Regions from separate parts of the Mus musculus genome. Here region 2 is linked to region 1. Evidence: chromatin contacts called from public Hi-C data. All regions are on one chromosome and are shown on one strand. Each heading gives the region's core, a stretch centred on a gene start, on an enhancer-like site or on the middle of the called end of the contact. The rest is flanking DNA. Distances are from core to core; before and after follow the strand shown.

The links. A called contact is a pair of places that touch in the nucleus more often than the background predicts.
Region 2: a Hi-C map of cortical neurons shows a contact between it and region 1, with 2.1 times the contacts expected there. The contact joins two enhancer-like sites. A contact is called at or near these places in 7 of 39 promoter capture datasets (cranial neural crest, embryonic stem cells, hippocampal neurons and 3 more), 5 of 484 Hi-C or Micro-C datasets (bone marrow-derived macrophages, cerebral cortex, cortical neurons and 2 more), 7 of 115 datasets of contacts at active chromatin or transcription factors (T-cell acute lymphoblastic leukemia, embryonic basal ganglia, embryonic stem cells and 2 more) and 1 of 9 other capture datasets (embryonic stem cells).

What each region holds. Positions count from the first base shown.
Region 1 is chr13:60,519,112-60,525,406 of GRCm38.p6, reverse strand. No RefSeq gene overlaps it. Among named protein-coding and RNA genes, the nearest start is that of A530001N23Rik, 13 kb to the right of the region's middle. Within about 2 kb of position 2,301, at least 24 of the 459 cell types and tissues checked have an H3K27ac peak or open chromatin away from gene starts, as enhancers often do. A contact at or near this core is called in cerebral cortex and cortical neurons, where this site is marked.
Region 2 is chr13:60,735,170-60,741,464 of GRCm38.p6, reverse strand. It overlaps Dapk1 (death associated protein kinase 1), which reads right to left. Exons shown (of 26, transcript NM_029653.3): 18 at 5,123-5,221; 19 at 1,333-1,410. Among named protein-coding and RNA genes, the nearest start is that of BC051665, 48 kb to the left of the region's middle. Within about 2 kb of position 3,399, at least 245 of the 459 cell types and tissues checked have an H3K27ac peak or open chromatin away from gene starts, as enhancers often do. A contact at or near this core is called in cerebral cortex and cortical neurons, where this site is marked.

The DNA of each region.
Region 1 (6,295 bases), core at 1,052-3,551:
CTGGCTTACAGGTTCAGAGGTTCAGTCCATTACCATCAAGGCAGGAACATGACAGCATCCAGGCAATTATGGTGCAGGAGGAGCTGAGAGTTCTACATCTTCTTCTGAAGGCTGCTAGAAGGAGGGTTTCAAAGCCCATGTCCACAGTGACCCACCTTCTCCAACAAGGCCACACCCACTCCAACAGGGCTACACCTTCTAATAGTGCCACTCCCTGGGCAGAGCACACACAAAGCCATCACACTCACCAGCGTGGGCTGTCACTTGCTTCATGTATCTTCACTGGCAGGTGTCAGATGAAATCTCAAAGTTGTTTTGATTTGTATTTCCCTGGTGACTAAGGATGTTGAACGTTTCTTTAAGTGTTTTTCAGCCATTGAATTTTCTCTCTTGAATTCTCTGTTTAGATCTGTACCTCATTTTTAAATTTGAGTTATTTCTTTTTTCTTAATATCTAGTTTTAGAAAAAAATCCCTTATATATTTTGCATATTAGTCCTCTAACACATGTGGAGTTGGCAAAAATCTTTTCCTACCCTACAGGCTGTCACTTTGAATGAAAGTGTCCTTTGCTGTGGAGAGGTTTTTCAGTTTCATAAGGCCTCATTTATTAAGGTTGATCTTATTGTCTGTGCTAGCAGGGTTCTCTTCAAGAAAGTCTTTCCCTTTGCCAGTGAGTCCAAGGCTTTTCCCCAACTTTCTCATTCATCAGGTCCAGAGTGTCTGGCTTTATGTTGAGGTCTTTGATCCTTTCGCAGTTGAGTATTAGGCAGTGAGGTAGATGTGGATCTATTTGCACTCTTCTACATGCAACTGTCCAGTTTGTTCAGCACCATTTGGTGAGATGCTGTCATATTTTCTAAAGAAGGTCCATCGTTAAAAGCCACATAACCTTGAGCCAGTGTAATGGAGCTTTAAAACCGTAAACTCACGTAAAGAAAATTTCCTAAATGTGATCACCATCTGAACACTTTTTATGACATCATATGTAAAGAGTGGGATGCTTAAAGAACCTTTTATACAGTCAATTTAAAAGTCCTATCAACCAGGCATGAGGAAAAATGTCTGGTCTTGTTTTCCCTGTTACAGCACCTTTGCCACACACCCCACAGCTAACGCTACCATTGGCAATGTTACCGCAATATCTCATGGATGTCCCCACATTTGCTTTTGCCTTTCATTTCTTTTTACATTAACCTCCTTGAAGCTTATGAGGATGCTAGCAATATTTCTCAGTGTTCCAAGTTTTATGTTCTACTGTCTTTTATTCCTTGTATCTGTACCTAGCTTTTCATTTTTAAAAAAGTTAATAAACTGGGATCCTGAGATCATATAAGACTTAAGAGTGCTCAGTTGATACATCTGCTCCTGGTCCCAAGTGACATGGAACTTGAAACTACTGAGATGCTTCTGGAAAAAGTCATTTATTTAGTGGATCTTTTAGACAGTGGAGTTTTAATGCAGAGGTTAGATGTTCCCTATAGAAGTACTCCCCCATCTCCTAGCCTACTGAGTTTCAGACTGCTGAGTTCTTTTACACAGTAAACTTCTCTCTCTCTCTCTCTCTCTCTCTCTCTGTCTCTCTGTCTGTCTCTGTCTGTCTGTCTGTCTGTCTCTCTCTCTCTTTCCCTTTTTGAGACAAGCCCTCATTATGTAGCCCTGGCTATCCTAGAACTCACTATGCAGACCAGACTGGCCTCAGACTGGAAGATATCTCTTTACCTCTGCCTTCCAGTAGCTGGGACTAAAGACTTTGTACCACCATGCATGGCGTATACAGATAATTTCAACCAAAGTGCTGAAAATTACACATTTGAGTCCAAGGAAAGTCAGGAGGCACAAGAAACTTCTATCACGACTCTGTGTTTGGAATCTCTGGTTTCTATAGAATAAGATTCCCGGTGGGGACATGAATGTGTCACACATTAAACCACTGCTTGGAAATTTCAGAGCAGCCTTCAGTAATGAAGCTGTGTCACAGGGATAATTTGGCTGGTTCTTAGGAACAGTTAGTTACGTGGTACAGCCAAAACTGGTGTTTGTCTTCTAACAGATCATAACACCAGGTGGCACAGGGAAGGGAGGAAAGCAGTGTGTTTCAGAGAGGGTGGTTGTGTTATGCAAAAGGCATGGATCCCAGAGGAGGGCACGTGTCTTCCCTACTGTTCAACTGGGACTTGTCTGGCGCTTGGTAGCAGTAACTGGGGGAAATAACAGATTGGAAGAACCTACTTGTAGGGAAAGGACGGTCCGGTTCCATTTAAGAATCCATCCCCAAAGATAAAAATGCCTGTGGGATACAAAGTAACTCAGACCTGGTTGCAACATTGTTGCACGTCTGGACAGAGCCCTGGGATTTCTGTATCAGCAACTCTGGATTAGAATGTGAGACTTTACATCCTGAACAACTTCCCTGGTGAAGCTGCTCTGTCATCCAGAAGCTACTAGACTGCATCTGCTCCTCTTTGTTCACATCTTGCGACAAGGGAGTTGGCCACTATCACTTGCATTTTGGCAGAGACCGAAAGGCAGACAGAGAAATAGAAAAGCAATAAATAGAACAGGCTTGCTTCTGGAGAGGTCTCATCAGAGGCTCCTGCTGGCAGGGGGGGGGGGGGTGAATTAGCTGACATCCTGTATGGGATCTGGGGTACACATGGCTTTCTTGGGTTCTCAATCAGAATTGGGAACAAAAATAGAGAAACTGTGAGCTGCTATTCAAGTCTAGATATTTGGTACCAATTATCATAAGGTTGTTGGGCTTCAGCTGATTGCTAGAGATCGTGATTTGACTTCCTGGTAAGTTGATTGACATAGTTTTCAACTTTTTTTTTTTTTTTTTTTTTTTTTTTTTTTAGATGGTGGATTGTTCTGCTGTGAATGGTATTTTTACGTATGGTTTATCTACTGGTTCATTTGCATATGGAGTTTCTCAAATTTCCCTTAAAGAAAGCCTCGTCTCTTAAAAAAAAGGACAATCAGGCTGGAGAGATGGCCCAACAGTTAAGAGCACTGGCTGGTCTTCCGGGGGACCTGGGTCTTGATTCCCAGTGCCCACACGGTGGTCCACAACTGTCTGTACCCCAGTTCCAGTGAGCTCAACGTCCTCTCCTGGCCTCTGAGGACACCAGGAAGACACAACGCACAAACATGTATATAAGCAAAATACTCAAATACATAAAATTAAATAATAAAAGAAACACAAATAAGAAAATCATATTGGCAACTACAATGGCTAAAACTCAGTCCCTTTTTTGTTTATTCAGTCTCAAATATTGGCTTAGGATGTGTTTGATGCACATGCCATGCTAGCATTGGGGGTGTAGTGGGGCAGGGGGTGGGGTGGGGAGGAAAGCTTAGCCCCTATGAAGCTTTTCTGAGGTTTAGGATAGGATAAAGTGCCGTAGCTGAGACATTTTAATGGACTATGCTGAGTGAATTCAGTGACATATGAACCCTTCTGTGAAAGAAAATGGATCCCAGAGATTTCTACCACAGGAATTCAGTGAGGAAGTGTCAGCAAGGTGACCCGTGGTTGTGGTACACTTGTGCAGACCCTGGGTCACTGGAGAACATCCTGCCATAGTGAGCAAGCTCTCCCAGGTTTCAGGGAGGACAAGACAGCTTTCCTACATAACTCTCTTGCACAGGGTGTCTCTAGGACTCATGTGGCTTCAACTGTGAACCCTGTAGCACTTTACTTCTAAGTATACAGATAGTGTGTGTGGTGTGGTGGGGGATGGGAGAGACAGACTATAAACCTCATACCATAGGGAACCCATATGCCTGGGAACAGAGACAGGTGGAGCATAATAGACAGGTGGTAAACACTGAATTTTTTTTTCTTTCTGAATTTATTTTTATGTGTAAGAGTGTTTTGCCTGAATGTTTGTCTGTGTACCATGTGTGTGAGGTATAGGCAGAGGCCAGAAGAGGGCATCAGATCTCCTGGGACTGCCATTACAAATGGTTGTGAGCCACCTCATTGGTGGGAATTGAACCTGGGCCCTTGCCAGAATACCCAGTGGTCTTAACTACAGAGCCATCTCATTAGACCTAGCACTGGCTGGTTCTGAAGCTGTTAACGTTGAAGCAGGAATTGCTAGAGCATTTGGATAAGCAGCTAAGTGTCCCAGGATATGAAGGGTCGACGACATACATTGTAGCTGAGGAGGTAGACAGGAGGCCAGATAATTTGGTAACAGTCATGTGGAGGCATTGGGCTTTGTTTGGAGGACATTGGGAACAACTGACAAGTTAATGGAAGACCTTCTGGAGGCTTATTAGTGACTTCTAGAAGATTTTGATAGTTTCATTCTGGGTCATGGGTTGGAGTCAGTCGAGAATAGGGAAAGAGAGAACAAAATAATTCATAGTTTTATAAAATAGTCTGTTTGTCCATGTGCTTGTTTCGAGACAAGATCTCACTATATAGCACTGGCTGTCCTGGAACTCACAGTTAGACCAGGCTGGCCTCAAACCCACAGAGATTCATTGGCTTCTGTCTCCCAAGTGCAGGGATTAAAGGTGTGTGCCACCATGCCTGCCTTAAAAATACAGTGTTAATGGGTTCATTTTTAGCTGACAGCACATGCTTAGTGTTCAACATGAACACAGTATTAAGCAATTTAAAATTAGCTTCTTTATTTACTAATTCTTTTGATTGTTTAATCATGGTTCTTACAAATCCTCAAACACACACACACACACACACACACACACACACACACACACAATTAAACCTTGCTTTGAGGGTAAATGCATGAGCACTGTGATGTCCCCTACTCCCTTTTCTTGTGACACAGGATCTCTCTCTCTTTGTAGCCCTAGCTGTCCTGGAACACTCTATGTAAACCACAGAGGCTGGACTCATCTGCCTCCCTGAGTGATGGGATTGAAGGCATGTGCCATTACTCCTGGCCTGAAAAACTTTTCACAGGGAAAAGATGGGACCAGGGCACTCACTAGGCAACACCATCAGAAATGTAGCATAACCCAACATCAAATTTGTTCTGCAGACATAGGAAGGGAGAGAAGGGGAGAGGGGAGGAGGAAGGAGGGAGGGAGGGGGAAGGGAAGGTCATGGTAGATATTACTGGAAGTCAGTGCAATCTAAGACATGTTTGCTACAGAATCCAGGGAACATAATCAGACCAGGGTCTGAGAGTTTAGGGTGAAGGTCTGGCTTGTTTGCCTGCCCCTCCCTCCATAGTAACCTCATGCAGGATGTTGGCTTATCCTTCCTTAAGCACAGAGCATCTTGCTGCACTGTAGAGCCTGGTGCTTTGCCACATTTGTGAGTTCGGACAGCTTAACTTCCTGTATTCCACTGCCTTGGCATGAAGTTGCTCATGTAGGAACTTATTTAGGAAATAGTTAGAACGAAGACAGCAAGCAGACACCAGCTCTCTGCACCCTCCTTTGAAATCTCCTCAGAGCTTTTCAATATGCAAAGAAAAGAAGCTCTGAGTATCTGTATTTTGTCTTTTAAGTCAGAGCAGCCAGAGGAAATCCAATCTGTGGAGAAATCTGGATAAGCCCCGTTGTAGTCCCTTATGCCATCTCACTGTCAGATCTTGGGAGGATCAGATTCCTTTAAAAATGCCTTTTCTGGATTGTTTTAAGAATTCTTGATCTTGGGAGGATCACATTCCTTTAAAACTGCCTTTTCCGAATTGCTTTAAGACTTTTTGAAAAGCACAAGCTCACACATGGATAGATTATGCCTGGGATGTAGCTTATAGGGGGTGCTTGCTCAGTCAGCCCAAGACCTAGGTTCAGCCCCCAGGACAAGAACCAAATACGCAAAGAACCAATCAAAACAGACCAAACAGCAGTAAGAAAACCCCACAAACTCCAAACCAACACTAAGAATAAATATGTGAGAATTACTCTTCCTTACCCTCGAGAGGCAGTCCTCTGAGGGTGCTCAGCGGGGAATATGTCTGAGATTAAAGTCACATGTTAGCAGAACTTATAGCTGCTATTCAAAAGCCTCAGTATAAAAGCACTATGGGTTAATATCCACAAAGACAAATAAAAGCAAGCAGTTGTATTTGGAATTAGTTTTCAGACTGTTTTTTTATTTGGTGTTTCCCCGAAATCTCTTTCTTTGTGTCAGTAATGTTGCCCTGAAAGACTCTGCTACCACCTAGCATTCTGGTTTATGAAATTCCCATACTTTGCCATAAAATGTATCTATTGGTTGATGCTAAGATTGCTTTGAGCTTTAATCAGTTAAATACAATTTTGAGGTATCCATCTTTAATCTCTGTAATTTCCATACATCCTATAGA
Region 2 (6,295 bases), core at 2,150-4,649, 210 kb before region 1:
CAAGCACAAAGGAAGCCACTCGGTGCTCAGTGTGTACAGGTGCTGTTCTCAAGACGTCTTTCGGGGCTCATTACCATTCTCTGAGCTGGCACCTCGTCCCATGGGTCGGATGCAGATGCTAAGGCACAGAGCTGATGAGCAATGGGCCAGTTCATCCAGCAAGAGTTTTATGGGGCATCCAGGCTACCTAGGCTTATTAGTTCTTGTTAACTTTATATAAATTATAGTCACCTCAGAAGAGGGACCCTCGATTGAGGAATTGCCTCCATTAAACTGACATGTGAGGCATTTTCTCCATCCATTTGGGAGAGTCCAGCCCTCTATGCTGCCCCTGAGCAGGTAGTCTGGGGTTTTATAAGAAAGCAGGCTGAGCAAGCCACAGGGAAAAAACCAGCAAGCAGCACCTCTCCATGCTACGAATGTAAGTCAAGTCTCCCTGAATACTCCATAAGCTCGCTCTCTACCAACTGAGCTACATCCCCAGATCCAGGGTAAGGGTTAAAATGTATCCTTCTGCTTCAGCCTAGAAACTCATGTACTTACTATCTCTTTGTAAGTATTTCTAAAAGCCAAACAATACCCGTTTTCTATGACAACTCCCTACACATAAATATTGGTAACCCGACTGTCTAACTTTTGCTACTACATTTTAAATAGAACTTCAGTGAACATCTTTGTGTGTTAACAAACAGATAGATACCTTAGCCAAAATGGTTTGGGTTTTTTTTTTTAGTCTCTTGATATATCATGTGGGTTGTAAATCGTTCACCTGTGTTTACTTATTTTTCTGTTTTTATAAACTCTACAGTGCTGTGATTTGATAAACAGGAGATTAACTGATACCTGAAAACTCAAAACAAAATAGGAGAAGGGACACCACTAGTGTTCTTCCCCATCCGCTGTGGGGGTGGTGGCACAGAGAGGGCTGGGTAAACAAAACCAGCACAGCGGTGGGAAGAGCATCAAACTAGTTTGTGTGTCTGTCCATGCATGGCCTGCATGCCTGGTGCTCGAAGAGGCCAGCAGGGGGTGCTGGGTATCTTGTAAATACAGGGCTTACAAATGAGCTACCGTGTAGGTGCTAGGAATTGAACCCTGGTTCTCTGCAAGAGCAACCATTGCACGTAACCACTGAGCCCATCCCTCCAGCCCGAAAATTTGTCTTTACAACAACTGTAGAAGAAACCCCTTAGACATTTATGTGTGTGTGCCAACTGACAGGACAAGGAAAGATGATCTTCCTAAACCTACGTCCAATGTCTCCTTCTAGTAAGGAAAACACCAAGAACTTCTCACATAAGAACAATCTGAGGACCTCCGGTGAAGGCTCACCTTCCGCAGTCTTGCCAGGAGCCCTGCCACATGCTCGTGCTGTTCTGCCTTGGCGAGGTCCTCGGCCGTCTTTCCATCCTGTAGGAAACAGATGATCAGTGTCACAGAGCTGCACGGGACCTCAACATGCTAGTTCAGCGAAGAAATGGGAGGCACAGCAGGGTCAAAAGAAAGTTGGACAAACTCTAAGTCCTGGCCTGTTTTCTCATCTAAGGAAACCTTATTTTATTTGGTGGCTCAGGAAGGAAAAATGACAGAGCAAGAAATGCAGTAGTGTCCTGAGGTGTCAACAGAAAGATGCTGAGTGCATAGACTCAGAGCTTACTCATTCTCCTCTGACTATCCCATCCCCGATGGAACTTCTGTCTCTATGGCAGCAGTCTACTCTTTCAGTTCTCACACATACAAACCTGGTCCTCGCTCTACACCGTGGCTGGTAACTACTGTACCTTCCAAAGGACGCTTAGTCTAGCACAGGTTGATTTAAGGTGGCTGAAAAAACACAAAGCAGAGACCTAAGGGCCCACAGCACTGTGACATTTACTGTTTGATTAGAGACTTTTCATGGAGCTGTGGTTTCATATGAAGGGACCTACTCTTATGTCTATACCATGAACATGCACATCTCCTGAGAACGTTCCGGTCCAAGCCTGATCAAGTTCGCAGCGGATCACATGAACTGCATGATATCACAGTCCCTTGTGGGGACAGGAGCTGTGGCTATGTCCCCTCTACACTAAGGGAGATAGATACCACTGTTCAGCTAAAGTATTATACAGCCCTAAAATTCAATCTTCAAAAAAAATGAAGACACCTTTTTAAGAGAAGAAAAAAAGTCTATGGTCTCATTATCTGCATTTGTAATAAGTCATCCCATGAAGAGTTGGGACATCTTGTCTACCTGCCAACCTCCCAGTTCCTCCACTCAAGTTGCTCTTGAGATACATATGGGGCCTCTCTGGACCAGCAAATCTTAATCTTGGCCCTGCTGGACTATGTCATTCTCTGCTGTGGAAAGCCATTATCAGCCTTATACAATGTGAATAACACCTCTGTGGTCTACCAAGGCACTGGTGATATTCCTCAACCTCCAGCTTAAAAATCAACCACGTCTCCAGATAAGTCCACGTGTCTTCTGGGGACAAAATTGCCAAGCTGTGAATGAATGCTCTCTCCAGGCTGAAACTCTGGCTCAGGTGTGTGTTCCACCCCATTCTTATTATGTATCCTAAAGTCCTGAGATGGATCCAACAGGCAAGCTAGAACTTCTCCTTTGCTCTGGACCGAACTGAGTTCCTTACTAGACACTGTACCTCCAACTAAGAGTTCCCATCAAACCGTCTCATGGCTTCATGGGGTGCCTTTAAGGCATTGAGGAAGAGGTGCAGAATAAAAAAAGCAGCTCCTAAAAGGTGACTAGAGTCTCTGCAGAGTTGGTGGTAGAGGAGAAGCCAGGAGCGCTCAGAATATAAAGGTGACACTAGGGGGTGCTGTGGTGCCACATGCTATCTGTACAGTCATCTCAGAAGCCAGAAAAAAGTTACGGCTCTGGCTGGCTGTCCCACAGGGCAGCATCCGCAGGGACGGGTCTGAAATGTGATTCTGAAAAGACGGCTGTCAGTACAGAACGTACAAGGCACTAAAAACTCCGTACCGATAAGAGAATATGAGAAATATTAATATTCTCAAATTCCTCCTGTTGAAATGAGATTTCACACGCATTGCTGAAAGCCGTTTCGTCTGCTGCTTCTTTAATGCGACTGCTAGAAAATTCAGAAGGACAGACATGCTTTGGCCTTTGTCTCTAAGTGATGTCCCCGGTCCACGGTTATCCCACTCCTCACAAAAAGTCATCACTGCTGAAAGAGGAGGATGCTTGCTTCCCCTGCTAGGAGGCCAGATGCCTACCAGGCTTGCTTACTGATGGGAGCCTCTCAGTTCTGCTTCTAGCATGATCCCTGTAATCTGTACAAGAGTGGGTGGTCACCAAGCTCAGGCCTCCTAACCTAATGCTTTTCACGAGCCACGCCCACTTCCTGACTACTCAGCTGCCAGACTGCACGAGCCACGCCCATTTCCTGACTGCTCAGCTGAGGCAGCAGAGAAGTCAGCTTCACCCACCTCCCAGTCCCCACCCTTATCTGACATCACTCTTGCTCCACCCCCTGCCTACTGATGGTCAAGACTCTTTGATCAGTGCCCCTCTCTCATTTTCTAGAAGTTTCTCTGTGTGGGGCATCTATCTGAGTAAATGACAAGGCTAAGCACAGACAGGAAACACTCATGAGTCTCTCTAGAAGCTGAAAGAGGTGGGAGACGGGAAGGCAGTATAAGCAGGGTGTGGCGGGAGCAGAGAAGACAGCCACTGCGGGAAAGAGTGGGGGGTGGGGGTGGGAGGGGCATGGGCTCACAGAGCAACACAAAGGGACCAGAGACTGCACACACATCTGGATCCAACAGCTGATAGCATCTTCAGAGTCACCCTGGTTTTTATTTTCCCACAAGGCATCATCTGATATATATACACACATATTATACAATAGATATATAATATATAATAAATATAAAAATGCATGTGATGTGTTACTGCAGGATAGCTAACCTGTGGGTAAAGGTTAATGAAGGCACCTCAGGCCTAAAATGTCCTGTGTGGCAGGGGTAAATAAGCATCCTGAGAAATGTGTGCATTCCCTGCACACACTGCTCATATCTGTGCCTGCAGAGACCAGTACTGCACAGAACAGGCCCGTTACATCTTGAGAGTTAACGGTACTGCAAAGACCTACACACAGACAGGGACACACACACACACACACACACACTCTGGAGGACCATGCCAGGCATCTGGGCCTCAGCAGCATGGATAGCCAAAGACAATGCTATATAAATGGATGAGCATAGCTGTGCCTCAGCGAAATTTCATTTACCAAAACAAATGGCAGGCTAGATGGAGCTCTAAGGGCCAGCTCGGTTAAGACTTTGAAGATCTCCAAGAACCTCAGAGCCTTAGGTAAGGTGCAACATCAAACACCATGTGCTCTCCTTCAAGACTGTCGATAAAGTTCAGATCTTCGAATGTCAAGACCACACACACACACAAGTAATTAACCCACCTTAGGCCCAGCAACATATCAAGCAATAGTTCATGGCTACAACTGAACTGCCACTTCACCTTGTTGGCCAAACTCTTATCTATGGTGTTTATTTTATGAAATATGAAGCAAACGGTTTCTTCTGAGGAGTGGGGGAAGGGGGAAGGGCAGCGCTAAGCCTGAAATGAGAAGCCAGAGGAATGGACTATGTCTTACTTAGAAATAATTTTCAATCCCAGCAGCAAAGGCGGACTCTAAACAGTAGACACCAGCCCTTTGCCTCCAGGCTGTTCATGACCCCCCAAGACCACACAGGGGATCCAGCTCCTCCCACAGGGCACTGGGCCTCTTGTACCCTGGGGCCAACGGGAAGCACTTATGAAAGAGAAATCCATACGTGGAATAGAAAGCTAAGAGGCACTGTTGTGTAACACGGTAAACAAAAGGCCAGTGTGAACCAGCGGGTCGCTGGCGGAGCGGGGCTGGCGAGATGAGAAAGGATGAAACATTAACTAGATATTAAACTAGGTCTGTGTGGGCAAATGTTTATGTAACTGCAGTAGAGGGTTAGAGCTTAATAGCAGCCTGTCTGCTTTAGAATGCAGTTGCCAGGCAATACCTTTCTCCCTGTGCCCTTGAGGCACAAGAAGTTTCCATGGCTCTCTGAGGCCAGACACCTGCCCCTGCCTGGTACTCACCGAGGTTAGAGCCTCCACATTGGCGCCCATCAAACAGAGGTAGCGGACCACATCTAGGATCCCGTTGTTGGCTGCAAGGTGGAGAGGAGTCCGACCATACTGGAAAGAGAAAAAAAATACCACAAGCATTCTCATGGCTGCTATCTGTGAAAGCTGGTAGTTCACAGCCATCGTTGGGGAGAAACGGTATTACATAAGGGGACTGGGACCAACAGAACTAAACAAGAGGTTCTAGCTCCCACTGAGGCAGGTCTGCCAGATAGTTTTTCAAGTACTTTGAAGTTGAAAGTCTAGCTCCAAATTCACCTTCAAAGGATGAATGAGAAGGTTAGCCACAGGATAACCAAGTTTCCCGCTGGGCTGGCAGAGAGCGAGGCAAGAGTGTGAGCGCCCAGACACCCATGTGTATCTGCACCACACCGTTCATATTCATGCACCAGGGAGAGAGAAGGAAGGGAGCTGCCAAGGGCACTCTTAGGAGGCCGTGAAGCTTCGAGGTCATGCCTATTATGGTTCGTAGGCATATGGTTCTCAAACTGTGCGCCATACACCTTGGGGTACTGCAGTGAACCCCCAGGAATAGTGATAGCTATCTTGAGGTTTAAACAGTGTGTGGTGAATATCTCCTCCAAGCATCTCACAGCCAGGACATTAGACTGTCGGGTCTCCTCGCATTGGCACCCTGTCTTTGCAGGTTTGCCCTTAGAAGTTAGCAGCCGCCACACCAAGAAGCAATGGTCTTGAAAATAGGGTCCTGAGAGTTGGCTCCATAGTTAAGTGAACCAGCTGCTCTTCTAGAGAACCCAGCACTCCCACAGTGATTCCCAACCATCCATCTGTCACTCCAGGTTCAGAGGATCCAACACCCTGTCCGACTCCAGTCGGCACCAGGCACACTCGCGGTGCAGTCATCCATGCAGACAAAATATCCACACACATAAAGTAATTACTTTTTGACGTTTAGGCTTAAAAATAATCCTGTGGAACAGGAGAGGGAGGGAGGCACCCAATCTATAGTCACGAAAGCTATGCAAGATTCAGCTACCGCACACACCCTTGTGGCTGTAGTCATGTAAGGATGAAGGGAGGACAGGAGACTCCTCTTCTCGGTTGTTTTCTATTTCTCAAAGGTTGCTAAGTCTGGGATCTAGGATGTTCTGTAAATACAACAGT